Regions from separate parts of the Mus musculus genome. Here regions 1, 2 and 3 are each linked to region 4. A link is a contact called in public Hi-C and HiChIP or PLAC-seq data. All regions are on one chromosome and are shown on one strand. The core of a region is the stretch at or near the end of the contact, and the rest is flanking DNA. Distances in the headings are between cores, read along the strand shown.

Evidence for each region. A called contact is a pair of places that touch in the nucleus more often than the background predicts. HiChIP or PLAC-seq counts read pairs in DNA pulled down with a chosen protein or histone mark.
Region 1: a contact with region 4 is called in a Hi-C map of bone marrow-derived macrophages, with 39 read pairs. The contact joins two enhancer-like sites. A contact is called at or near these places in 10 of 484 Hi-C or Micro-C datasets (bone marrow-derived macrophages, cerebral cortex, embryonic stem cells and 1 more), 4 of 115 datasets of contacts at active chromatin or transcription factors (the HPC-7 cell line, acute myeloid leukemia, embryonic stem cells and 1 more) and 1 of 9 other capture datasets (embryonic stem cells).
Region 2: a Hi-C map of bone marrow-derived macrophages shows a contact between it and region 4, with 59 read pairs. The contact joins two enhancer-like sites. A contact is called at or near these places in 19 of 484 Hi-C or Micro-C datasets (the AML12 cell line, the Ba/F3 cell line, the G1E-ER4 cell line and 10 more) and 5 of 115 datasets of contacts at active chromatin or transcription factors (the HPC-7 cell line, embryonic stem cells, extraembryonic endoderm stem cells and 2 more).
Region 3: a contact with region 4 is called in an H3K27ac HiChIP or PLAC-seq map of microglia, with 6 times the contacts expected there. The contact joins two enhancer-like sites. A contact is called at or near these places in 1 of 15 datasets of contacts at CTCF or cohesin (the NIH/3T3 cell line), 16 of 484 Hi-C or Micro-C datasets (the AML12 cell line, the G1E-ER4 cell line, MC3T3-E1-derived osteoblasts and 10 more) and 8 of 115 datasets of contacts at active chromatin or transcription factors (the HPC-7 cell line, bone marrow-derived macrophages, embryonic stem cells and 4 more).

What each region holds. Positions count from the first base shown.
Region 1 is chr9:99,061,338-99,064,037 of GRCm38.p6, reverse strand. It overlaps Pik3cb (phosphatidylinositol-4,5-bisphosphate 3-kinase catalytic subunit beta), which reads left to right. Exons shown (of 24, transcript NM_029094.3): 13 at 1-18; 14 at 1,080-1,201; 15 at 2,164-2,307. Among named protein-coding and RNA genes, the nearest start is that of Gm1123, 27 kb to the right of the region's middle. Within about 2 kb of position 1,292, at least 3 of the 459 cell types and tissues checked have an H3K27ac peak or open chromatin away from gene starts, as enhancers often do. A contact at or near this core is called in bone marrow-derived macrophages, where this site is marked.
Region 2 is chr9:99,089,393-99,092,092 of GRCm38.p6, reverse strand. Pik3cb (phosphatidylinositol-4,5-bisphosphate 3-kinase catalytic subunit beta) reads left to right here. Exons shown (of 24, transcript NM_029094.3): 7 at 1,773-1,943. Among named protein-coding and RNA genes, the nearest start is that of Pik3cb, 49 kb to the left of the region's middle. Within about 2 kb of position 1,407, at least 53 of the 459 cell types and tissues checked have an H3K27ac peak or open chromatin away from gene starts, as enhancers often do. A contact at or near this core is called in the HPC-7 cell line, bone marrow-derived macrophages, granulocyte-monocyte progenitors and 2 more, where this site is marked.
Region 3 is chr9:99,108,417-99,111,116 of GRCm38.p6, reverse strand. All of the region lies in intron 2 of Pik3cb (phosphatidylinositol-4,5-bisphosphate 3-kinase catalytic subunit beta), which reads left to right. Among named protein-coding and RNA genes, the nearest start is that of Pik3cb, 30 kb to the left of the region's middle. Within about 2 kb of position 1,301, at least 66 of the 459 cell types and tissues checked have an H3K27ac peak or open chromatin away from gene starts, as enhancers often do. A contact at or near this core is called in the HPC-7 cell line, bone marrow-derived macrophages, conventional type 1 dendritic cells and 2 more, where this site is marked.
Region 4 is chr9:99,179,021-99,181,720 of GRCm38.p6, reverse strand. No RefSeq gene overlaps it. Among named protein-coding and RNA genes, the nearest start is that of Gm33857, 19 kb to the right of the region's middle. Within about 2 kb of position 1,305, at least 43 of the 459 cell types and tissues checked have an H3K27ac peak or open chromatin away from gene starts, as enhancers often do. A contact at or near this core is called in the HPC-7 cell line, bone marrow-derived macrophages, conventional type 1 dendritic cells and 3 more, where this site is marked.

The DNA.
Region 1 (2,700 bases), core at 43-2,542, 120 kb after region 4:
CTTGAAGATGTTGCTCAGGTGACAGAAAATTCCTTGTCCCTCCCTCTCCCATCTCTTCCTTCTCTCCCTCCACTTTCTTTCCCCCAAATAACAAGTGTGTGTGTGTGTGTGTGTGTGTGTGTGTGTGTGTGTGACTCTGATTTTGTGTAAAATGTCTTTCCGCAGAAGTATTTCCATTTGTTGGATGTTTTGTTTTGTTACTATGTAACCTTAGCCTCTCTCAAATGTCCAGTCCTCCTGTCTCAGCCTTTAAGGGCTCCACATCTCACAGAGCCATGGCAGAGTTCCTCTTCTGAAGACCTGGGTGTGGCCACAGCTATGTCTTCACATGCAGCTCCAGCTCTTGCCCAGGGAGTCTTGTCGTCTAATGTCCTGTAGCATTTATAACAGGATTTATTAGCCATAAACAGAATGTAGGCACTGTTCAGTTCTCGTGGACCACTCACTTTTATTTCTGATCTGAGGAGCTCGAGCTGTTCTGGCTAATAAAAAGTCTGTAAAGTAATAGATTTCTTTAAACATTCATCTAAAGGCAGATGGGCTTGGTGGTGTGTGTACCTTAAATCTCAGCACTCAGAGGCAGAGACAGGCTGATCTCTGAGTTCTAGACTAACCTAGTGTACAGACAGAGTTCCAGGACAGCCACAGCTACACAGAGAAACTCTGCCTCAGACAAACACATACATACATACTATACATACGTACATACATACATACATACATACATACATACTTTGTAGTTTTAAAATGAGTTATTGACTTTCTTAGTATATATGTCTTTACTTAGCTTGAGACTTGGCTTATTTATAGTTGTTTTGTTCTTAAATTATGCGGTGGTTAATCACTGTAGATACCTGCAGTGTCTTACTTTGTTTTTGGTAGGCACAGAATAACCTTTTAAACGTACACAGAATGTTTCAGAAACAAAGGCAACCTTTGTTAGTCTGCATCTGCCAGGATGTTTGAGGCATCAGTAGTTAAATTTTTTCCTTGTTTTGACTCATCTGTGCTCCCATGTGCCGGGAAAGGTAAGTTACTTTTGTCCACCAAACTTCTGACCCAGTTTTCATTTTAAACAGCTTCAGGCGCTCCTGCAGATATGGCCCAAACTGCCCCCCAGGGAAGCCCTGGAACTCCTGGATTTCAACTATCCAGACCAGTATGTCCGGGAATACGCTGTAGGCTGCCTTCGACAGATGAGGTATCTCTTTTCTGGCACCATCATGGGGCAAGGAGTTACCAGAGTGGGCAAGGAATGTGTGTGAGCACTGGTGGCCAGGTCTTGTGTGGGATCTTAGCGCCCTCTGCTGGCTCTGCGGTGCAGCCCTTACTGCTGCATGAACACTTTAGGTGTGGGAAGGCCACTTTCCCCTTTCACTACAGGACCGAGTTCTGAAACCTTGGTTTCCAAGCGCCTGCCCTTGGCCAACCCTGGAGGCCAGCACTTCTAAACTGAGCAGCCATGCCTCTGTCCCCTCTTTCCTTCCCCATAGTCTATTAATTGCCCCAAATAAGAAGGGTTGGTATTTTAGGATGGAGGCAAGTTTATTTATTTTCACATGGGATCTGCCCTTGAACTCACCGTGTAGCCCAGGCTAGCTAGTTGTCAAGCTCAGACTGATCTTCCTGTCCCCATCCTGGCTATGGTCTTTCCTTGCTTTTAAAATCAGATCTATTTTGAATAGTTTGATAGGCAGAAGGAACTATGTAACCTCTGTATTAGTCTGAGATGTAGAATCCTATGACTAGGAGAAGCAGCCTCCCACTTTATATTTGTTGTTTCTAGTAGCTATAGGTTTTTATAAGTGGACATGGAGAAACTTTGTCTCAGAACCCTGATGTCCTTATTGACCCCTGGAACCTATCTAGACAGATTCACTCCACCACATTGTCCTCTGAACACTGGTACACATACCACATACATCACACACACACACACACACACACACACACACACACACACAAAATAATTATGTTATTTGGGGGCAGTGGGCACGACTCCTGGCAGTTTTTATGTATAATCACGTGGTACAGCGAATGTAAGCACATGACAGGCCTGGTCCAGGAGACCCACGCACATGAGCCAGGGCATGTGACAGTTGGTAGGGAAGGGTCCTTTCATGTTACAGGTGGCTGAGTTTCTCTCCCTTTTGTTTCTTTCAGTGATGAAGAACTCTCTCAGTATCTTTTACAATTGGTGCAAGTTTTGAAATATGAGCCTTTTCTCGATTGTGCCCTCTCCAGATTCCTATTAGAAAGAGCACTTGATAATCGGAGGATTGGGCAGTTTCTGTTTTGGCATCTTAGGTAAGTCTTTGCTATTGCGATTTGATACCATGATGTTCTCTAATAACTAACCCGGTGTGATGTCAGACAGCCAGTGGACTAGCAGCAGCTTCTCCAGGTGCTTTCTGATCCATCCGTGACATTTACACTGTTTGGTGCCTTCTCTTATCTTTTGATACCTAAATTCTGTTTTCATCATTTGGCAAAGTATTTCAGGTAAGTATTCTATGATACTTTCTAGATTTTGAACTAAAACTAGTAACTGTTATATTGTAATATTTTCTAACAACTAATTTTTGTTTAAAAATATTGATTAAATATTTATACTGTGTGTGTGCTCTGATCAAATCTACCCCAGCCACTCCTCTCCAGCTCCTACTGTCATTTTTCCCTCCCAGCTTCATGCGCTCTTTC
Region 2 (2,700 bases), core at 158-2,657, 90 kb after region 4:
TGGATTCTGTTCCATTTTGTGGTAGTGTTAGGTTTTTGAGACCAAGGTTCTACTCTATAGCCCACAGGGATGTAATCCTGCTCCAGCCTCCAGCTATTGAGCTACACACGTGAGTTAGCTCTTGTCAGGAGTGTGGAGGGGCCACATATTGAGTGATGTCTGTAAGAAAAGAAAGTTTTGAAGTCAAGTGTGGCAGTATGTTCATGCTCCTAGCAGTGGAGAGGCAGAGGCAAGAGGTCTGGAGTCAACAACCAGGCCAGGCTATTCGATCCCTGTTTCGAGTGTCCAAAGAGAAAACGGGTTGAGATGCATTTAACAGGTAACAGAATTTTATACTGTCTTGTCTGTTAAAGTTGTGGCATGTCCTCTTGTTCAAGAGGGGGCCTAGGATAGGACAGCTTATGTGCACAGCTCTGGGGTAGTGAGCAGTTGAGCTCTAGCTGAGCAGGAAGAAGAAAGCAAAAGTGTCAGGTGAGCAACCTGGAGATCCTTCTCTTCCTCCCAGTCTGTCGTCTTGCACAAGACATCCTCCATCAGGCTAGCACAGAATAAGCTGGATCAAGCTTTGGATCTATAGAAGGAGTTTATTTTCAGGAATTCATGGGATTTATACATATATATTTGTAATCTTAAAAGTAGGAATGGTCACTGTTTGTTTTTTAGTTTATCTTTTGTGGAGCCTCCTGGTTTTATGAAAATAAAACATTAGACTGAAAGACCAGAAGGTCTTTCCTGGGTAAACTGCTGGTGGCGCTCGCCTAGAATCCTGTGCTGCAAAAGGGCCACCTCAGGCGTCCTCTGGACTTAGACCATCCCTGGCTGATTGGCCAGCATGTAACTTGGGCATCAGATAAATAGATTTATATTTGGGTCTTAGAGATACGAGGTGTGTTAAGTTAGCTCTTCTGGTTTTCATGGCCACAACCTGTGAAATGGAACTTGGTCTCTTGAAGACTGTTATTAAGAATAACCACAATGTAAGTATCTCTCTCCATTCCTAGGTAATTGGGTACTCAGTTAACAGTGGCTGTTTTATGTGGGTTTTTGCTGTTGATGGCTTGTTTGATGATAACAATTGGACAGGGTTTCTTGCACCTGCTAGGCAATGATCTGAATTCAATCCTTGGCCCGTAGTCTTCAGAGACAGGGCCTCTTGCTCATACTGAGCTGAGCTACTGTTTTCTTAACACTGACCTCAAGCTTGTGGCCCCTGGGTTTAGTTTCCCAGCAGTACACCACAAAGATGCATCAGCATTGCTGTGCTGTGCTGTGACCTTATAACGTTTTCACTTGTTCTATGTGTAGTTGTGTGCACCAGAGTGTGCTTGTGGAGGTCAGGGAACAACTTTTGGGAGTAGTTTCTCTCCTGCCACCGTAGGTCAGGGCTGAACATGAGTCATCAGACTTGGTGACTTGATGACTTGGTGACTAGTGCCTTTCCCTGCTGAGCCAGCTCACTGACTCCTGTGTTGTAGTTTTACATTTACTTTTATATTACGTGTATGGGGGTTTTGCCCTTGTGGACGTATGTGCACCATGTATATGTAGTGCCTAAAGAGGCCAGAGGTGGTTGCAGGATTCCCTGGAGCATCCAGGGGCTGCTGCCTCTCCAGCTTTCCTGTGTTGTGACTTTAAATGATTATATTCTTGATACTAAGTTGAGTAACATATACCTATACTGTACATTTAGTGTAGTGCTGTTCATATTAATTTTCTTTGTTGATTTAAATGATGCCTGTAAATCTCTACCCTCGCCTCTCCTGCTACTTCAGTACATCCGGAATTGTGTGATGAATAGAACCCTGCCCCACTTCATCCTTGTGGAATGTTGTAAGATCAAGAAAATGTATGAACAAGAAATGATTGCCATAGAGGCTGCCATCAACCGAAACTCATCCAACCTTCCTCTCCCTTTACCACCAAAGAAAACGCGAGTTATTTCTGTAAGTTTCCTGTGTCGGCCTTTGGTAACCCCAAAACCATGTGATTTTCAGTTGTGCTCTCAGTCTCAGACCTGTTTCCTTTACTCACTTCTCCTTCTGTGACAATCAACATCTTTGCCAAAAGCTCATCACCATTTACTTGAAAAATAGCCTTCTCCTGCATGGTATTTTTAGTGCCCTCTCACCAAATACTATCAGGTTAGATATTATACTTAATCAGCTTGAGACACAGGACACAAGATATCTGAATAGGCAGACTATTTCTATGTTGTTTCTTTTTCTCAGCCTTGCTTGTGGCTCTGGTTCCCAACTTGAGGCTTAGAAATCCCCAGCGGTGTATCTCATTTCTTTTCTTTTTCTTTTTGTAAAAGATTTTTATTTATTTTATGTATATGAGTACACTGTCACTGTCTTCAGACACCAGAAGGGGGCATCAGATCTCATTAGGAGTGGTTGTGAGTCATCATGGGTTGCTGGGAATTGAACTCAGGACCTCTGGAAGAGCATTCAGTGCTCTTAACCACTGAGCCAGCTTTCCAGCCCAGCATATTTCATTTCTATCAGCTTAACCTTTTAGGACAGTTTTGGGGTGACTAAGGCAGTTAAAACCAGTGTTCCATTGTGGGTTCAGGCTGGCATGGAACTTGTTTAGACCCAAGGCAATCATGATCATCCTGTCTCAGTTTCCTGTGTTCTGGAATACAGATGGGTTCCAACACGTCCCCCTGCCCTCTGCCTGCCTCTCCCTCACTTCACT
Region 3 (2,700 bases), core at 52-2,551, 71 kb after region 4:
ATTTTGAATTGTTAATCCACAGTGAATGATCACAACAGCAGGAATGGTGCAATTCAGATTAGTGAAAGAAAATGGTGATAAATGAAGTAGAAATGCCCTTGCTGAGACCCACAGCATCCCATCCAAATTGTTACTCAAGAAACGAAACATCTCCAAGACATGCTGCTCTAACCGCAGTGCTTGTCTAAGTCAGGAGAAGGTTACAGGTGGGCAGATTTCTGTGAGTCCAGGATAGCCAGGGCTATGTAGAGAGACCTTGTGTCAAAACAAAACAAAAAGTGGTAATCATAGAATTAAAAACTCAAATATATGTTTAAAGACGTATAAAATTAGTCTTTTAACTTCATTATAAATTTACTTTTTGTTTTGCATTTTGTTTGTGTACACATGAAAAATTTAAAATTACTTTAGAGAGATCTCTTTCATAGCATTACAGTGCTTTAAAATTATTTTTAAAATGAAATGCTGAAGTTCCACATGATAGTAGTTATATGTAATCCATTGTAGTTTTGCTGCAGTCAGGAGAATTACAGTGAGCTTGAGGCTAGCCTAGGTTACAAAGTGAAAACATGTTGGTAAAACAAAGTAACAAAATGGCTTAGTTTTACTGCAGAGCAAAGTAAGTGGTGGAATGGGGAAGAGTCCTAGTAGCAGCTATCACTTAAGTCACCTCTGAAGGAAGCCTCCAGGCTGCAGTAGCAGATATAGCCTTTGCTGCCAGTGTGCATGGTGTCTTCCAGTGGCTGGAGAGTAGGGCACACAGAGAGGATAATGACAAAGAATCCAGTTATCAGAGGAAGACAGGGAACCTTGCGCCACCAGGGATGCATGATTAAAATAGTATGCTTAAGGGAAAAGGCCCGAGATTTCCCGGAGTGGGAGAAGGTGGGCGCTGGCGACATCTAGATGCTCTGCGGAGAGTGGCGGAACCCTACTGTTTGCTCCTTTTCCTAGCTTCGAGCACACGTTTCCATTCTCAGGAGGGCCTTTCTCTCTTAGAAACGATTACTATCCACATGGTCCTCCGGCATCTTTTTGTTCCAGGACAGCAAAACCTGGAAGGCTGAGTGGGTGTCCCCCTGTATATACTCAAGGCACACATAAAACAGTAGACTCACCTTTCTTCGCACTTTATCATGGAAATAAGAAAAAACGTATCCTTTAATTTTCTTTCAGAGCTTCTTCTATCCTTTTCGGAGTTGTTTTGGTTGTGCTTGTTCACATGTGTACATGTGTGTTGGTTTCTCCTTCTTTCCTGATTTAGAGAAGTACTTTAGTGGCTTAGCTGGCATGCTGCTGGGGAAGTGGAGGTCTCTATATTGTTCCTCTTTCTCCTGTGAACAGACACGGCTTGTGTTCTGTAATTCCTGTCTAAGGGTTCAGTGGGGCCAGTTGTCCCTGCTGTGTTCTGTACCCCTAAAGCTTCCCTGAGAAGTTGTCATACCTAAAAATATTCTGTTCTCAGTGTTAGATCTTATGTTTTCATACTTAAGATACAATGACCTAAGCTCTTGAAGACTTGGTAGCCCTGTGCAGAACATTTCCTTTAAAGGAGGTGTGGGAAACATGGCTAATTGCTTTGAAAAATGAAAGAATACCCTTTCTGCTCCTGTCCCTGACTTGCTGGATAGGGCTGTCTCTGGGCTTTGGTTTTCTTACCTTTCTGTGAGGAGAGTATGCTACTCTTAAGACTCCTCCTGACCGGAAGCTCATAGGCTTGGCTCTGCATGTAGCACTTGCTCTCTGGAAGAAGGACGACAAGGCAAAGGAGAACAAAATGTTTTACTTTCAATTTAGTAGCAGCAGTGGGAGGTGCAGTGCTGGGCCTTGAACTCAGAACCTCATGCATGCTAGGCAGGCCCTCCCCACCATACTAATAGTTTACTTCCTTCCTTCCTTAATAGCCTTTCTTTCTTTCTTTCTCTCTTTCTCTCTTTCTTTCTTTCTCTCTTTCTCTCTTTCTTTCTTTCTTTCTTTCTTTCTCTCTCTCTCTCTCTCTCTCTTCCCTACTTTCTTTCTTTCTCTCTCTTTCCTTCCTTCCCTTTTAATTTTATTCTTCTCTTCTCTTCTCTTCTCTTCTCTTCTCTTCTCTTCTCTTCTCTTCTCTTCTCTTCTCTTCTCTTCTCTTCTCTTCTCTTCTCTTCTCTTCTTTCTCTCTTTGAGACAGGGCTTCTCTATGTAGCTCTGGCTGGCCTGGAACTAGCTCTGGCCTGGAAGAGAGATCTGCCAGCCTGTGTCTCCCAAGTGTTGGGGCTGAAGGTGTGTACCACCACTACCACCCAGCTGTGATTGTATTTTCTTAAAAGTATTTATTTTTATTTTAGTGGGAGGAGTTGCCCTTTTTGAGACAAGGTCTTTATTTCAAAGCTCTGGCTGTCCTAGGCTAGTCTCAGACTCACAGATCTGCCTGCCTTTGCCTCCTGAGTGCCAGGATTAAAGGTGTGTGTTACCATGTCCTGTTTTACAAGTATTTTTCTTTGTTTGAGACATGGGTTTTCTGTGTAGCCATCTGTAGACCAGGCTGAGCTTGGACTCAGGAATATTCTTATTTCTGCCTCTTGGTTGCTGGGATTAAAGGCCTGTACAACCACATCTGCCTTAAAGTATTTCTAATAGGAACAAGGATGGTGATGTATGCCTGTAACCCTCATTTGGGAGGTGGAAGCAGGAGATGCTGGAATTCTAGGCTACTCTGGATCC
Region 4 (2,700 bases), core at 56-2,555:
TGGAAGTAGTTGTTGTTGTTGTTGTTGTTGTTGTTTTTGTCATTTATGTATTGTGGTCCATAATACCCTTAAACTCACTCCGTAGCATAGGTTGTCCTTGATTCTGGTGGTCCTCCTGCCTCAACCTCCTTAGCAGTAGGATTATAAGAGTGTGCCACCATATACATCTTGGAATTAGAAGAGTCGGTGCAGATCTGCAGAAAAAAGGATGGTTATGAGAGATGACCAGTGCGCTCACATTTCCATGTGCCAAAAGCTGATAGCCACGGGGTGGCTGAGATGATTCCATGGAAAAGTTTGTGCTGCCAAGTTTAACGACTTGACTTTGATGCTTTGGTTTCAGTCCCCAGCACCCACATAGGACAGCTCACAACCACCTGTAACTCCAGCTCCTCTGGAGATGATGTCCGCTTTTGACCACGGTGGTGGTGAGGGTACCTTCCTTCATGTAATATACAAACAGACAAACATACTCACAACATATACATAAAAAATAAGTGTTAAAAAGAGGAAAAAGGAATGAAGGAAGAGAGGAAAGGAGGAGGGAGGGAGGGAGGAGGGAGGAAAAATACTCTGTGACTAGGGGCAGGGATCTCTTTTTGCTCAGGTGATCCAGGGAGCACACAGAGCAGTGAAAGAGTGGGTGTGGCTGGGTGTCAAGGCTCACACCTGCAGTCTCAACACTCGACAAGAGGCTAAGGAGTTCAAGGCCAACCTTAGTTACACATTGAGTTCAAGCCTGGAACATGTGAGGTAAGAATAAGATTTTTAAAAATACAATTGCCACGCAGTGGTGGCACAAGCCTTTAATCCCAGCACTTGGGAGGCAGAGGCAGTCAGATCTCAGAGAAACCCCATCTCCAAAAACTAACTAACTAACTAACTAACTAACTAACTAACTAACTAACTAACTAAGTGATGGACAGGCAGATTTCCGGCTCTAGAGGTCCATTGGACGAATACTCCCAGAGCTACTCTTCCGGGTGGCCCAGCCCCAGTCACACACCTCAGACCAGATCTGCCTCCAGGCCCACACCTGCTGCTCTCTAGCAGCTCTCCCTGCTGCTTCTCGGAAGCCATGCCCCGTGGCTTTGATGGAAACAGCGCAGCAGCCCACGAGGCTGTGGGCTCTGCAGGGGCCGCACACCGGGTCATACCGTCACCAAGGGCTGCAGTAGATGTGACAATGCTGGGCCACCAAAACTTGGTTAGTGTCACTTGCCAGGAACCTCAGGGAGGCCCGCTGCTGGAGCAGCAATCTAGCAGTACTTCCCCTCTCCCCCTCTGCCCCCCACAGTTTCTGGAGTGTGGCCAGAATCAGGCTGATGTCATGGTCTCTGAAGGTTTCAAGGAGGGAATGCTGGGACAATGCAGAGTTACAAATGCAGGATTAGTCTAATCAAGAGATTTAAACTGAAGAGATGGAAAGTCTGTTCTGATGGTCAACTCCTTTGGGGTCAAATGACCCTTCCACAGGGGTTGCCTAAGACCATTGGGAGAAAAACAAACAGATACTTGCATTACGACTTATAATACTAGTGGCCAGTTGGTATAGTGCACACCTTTAATCCCAGCATTCGGGAGGCAGAGGTGGGTAGATCTTTGGGAGTTCAAGGCCAGCCTGGTTTACAAAGGGCGTTCCTGGCCAGCCAGGGCTATTCAGAAACCCTATCTCAGAAAAACAAACAAACAAACAAGGAAAACAGAGTCAACATTACAGTTATGAAGTAGCAACAAAAATAATTTTATGCTTGGGAGTCACCACAACATGAGGAACTGTATTCAAGGGTTGCAGTGTTAGGAAGGCTGAGAGCTGTTGTTCTGGCATAAAAAGAGAAAGCAATACTGAAAGTGCCTTCTTTGTAAACCTCTTGCTGACCATAGTACCCTGGTTTAGAACAGCCGTGGGAAAGTTCTCAGTGTATACAAGTTCAGAGATGTGTAGAGTTCAAGGCTGAGCAAGTATTTGGCCATCTTAAATCTTAAAAGCTGTGGTTGATGTATTTATTTATGAGTGAATTAAAATAGTGATTGTCTTAGTTAGGGTTTTACTGCTGTGAACAGACACCATGACCAAGGCCAGTCTTATAAAGGACAACATTTAATTGGGGCTAGCTTACAGGTTCGGAGGTTCAGTCCATTATCATCAAGGCAGGAACATGGCAGCATACAAGCAGGCATTGTACAGGTTACAGCTGAGAGTTCTACAACCTTCATCTGAAGGCTGCTAGCAGAATACTGGCTTCCAGGCAGCTAGAAGAGGGTCTTAAAGCCCACGCCCACAGTGACACACCTACTCCAACAAGGCCATACCTTCAAATATTACCATTCCCTGGGCCAAGCATATACAAACCATCAAGGTCATTTTTATTCCACCTGGAATCGCTCAGAATGTAAAACAGCTTGGGATACATGAGGTCTAAAATGAAGCAGGTCCTGTTAGCTGAAATGGAGTGACACAGAGATCCGCAGGTCCTGTTAGCTGAAATGGAGTGATACAGAGATCCGCAGGGGCAAGGCATTGATTCCCCAGCGAGGCACTGCCCAGATAATATGACGTATGGAAGGAGCTCCTGCATTGTCCCCCATAATTCCCCCTGCTGGTCTCCCCAGTATGACCTGAGGCAGCCAAATCCCCTCATTCTCAATACCAACTTGGGCTATAAAAAGCATCTCCTTCCCCCATTGTTGAGGATGGAG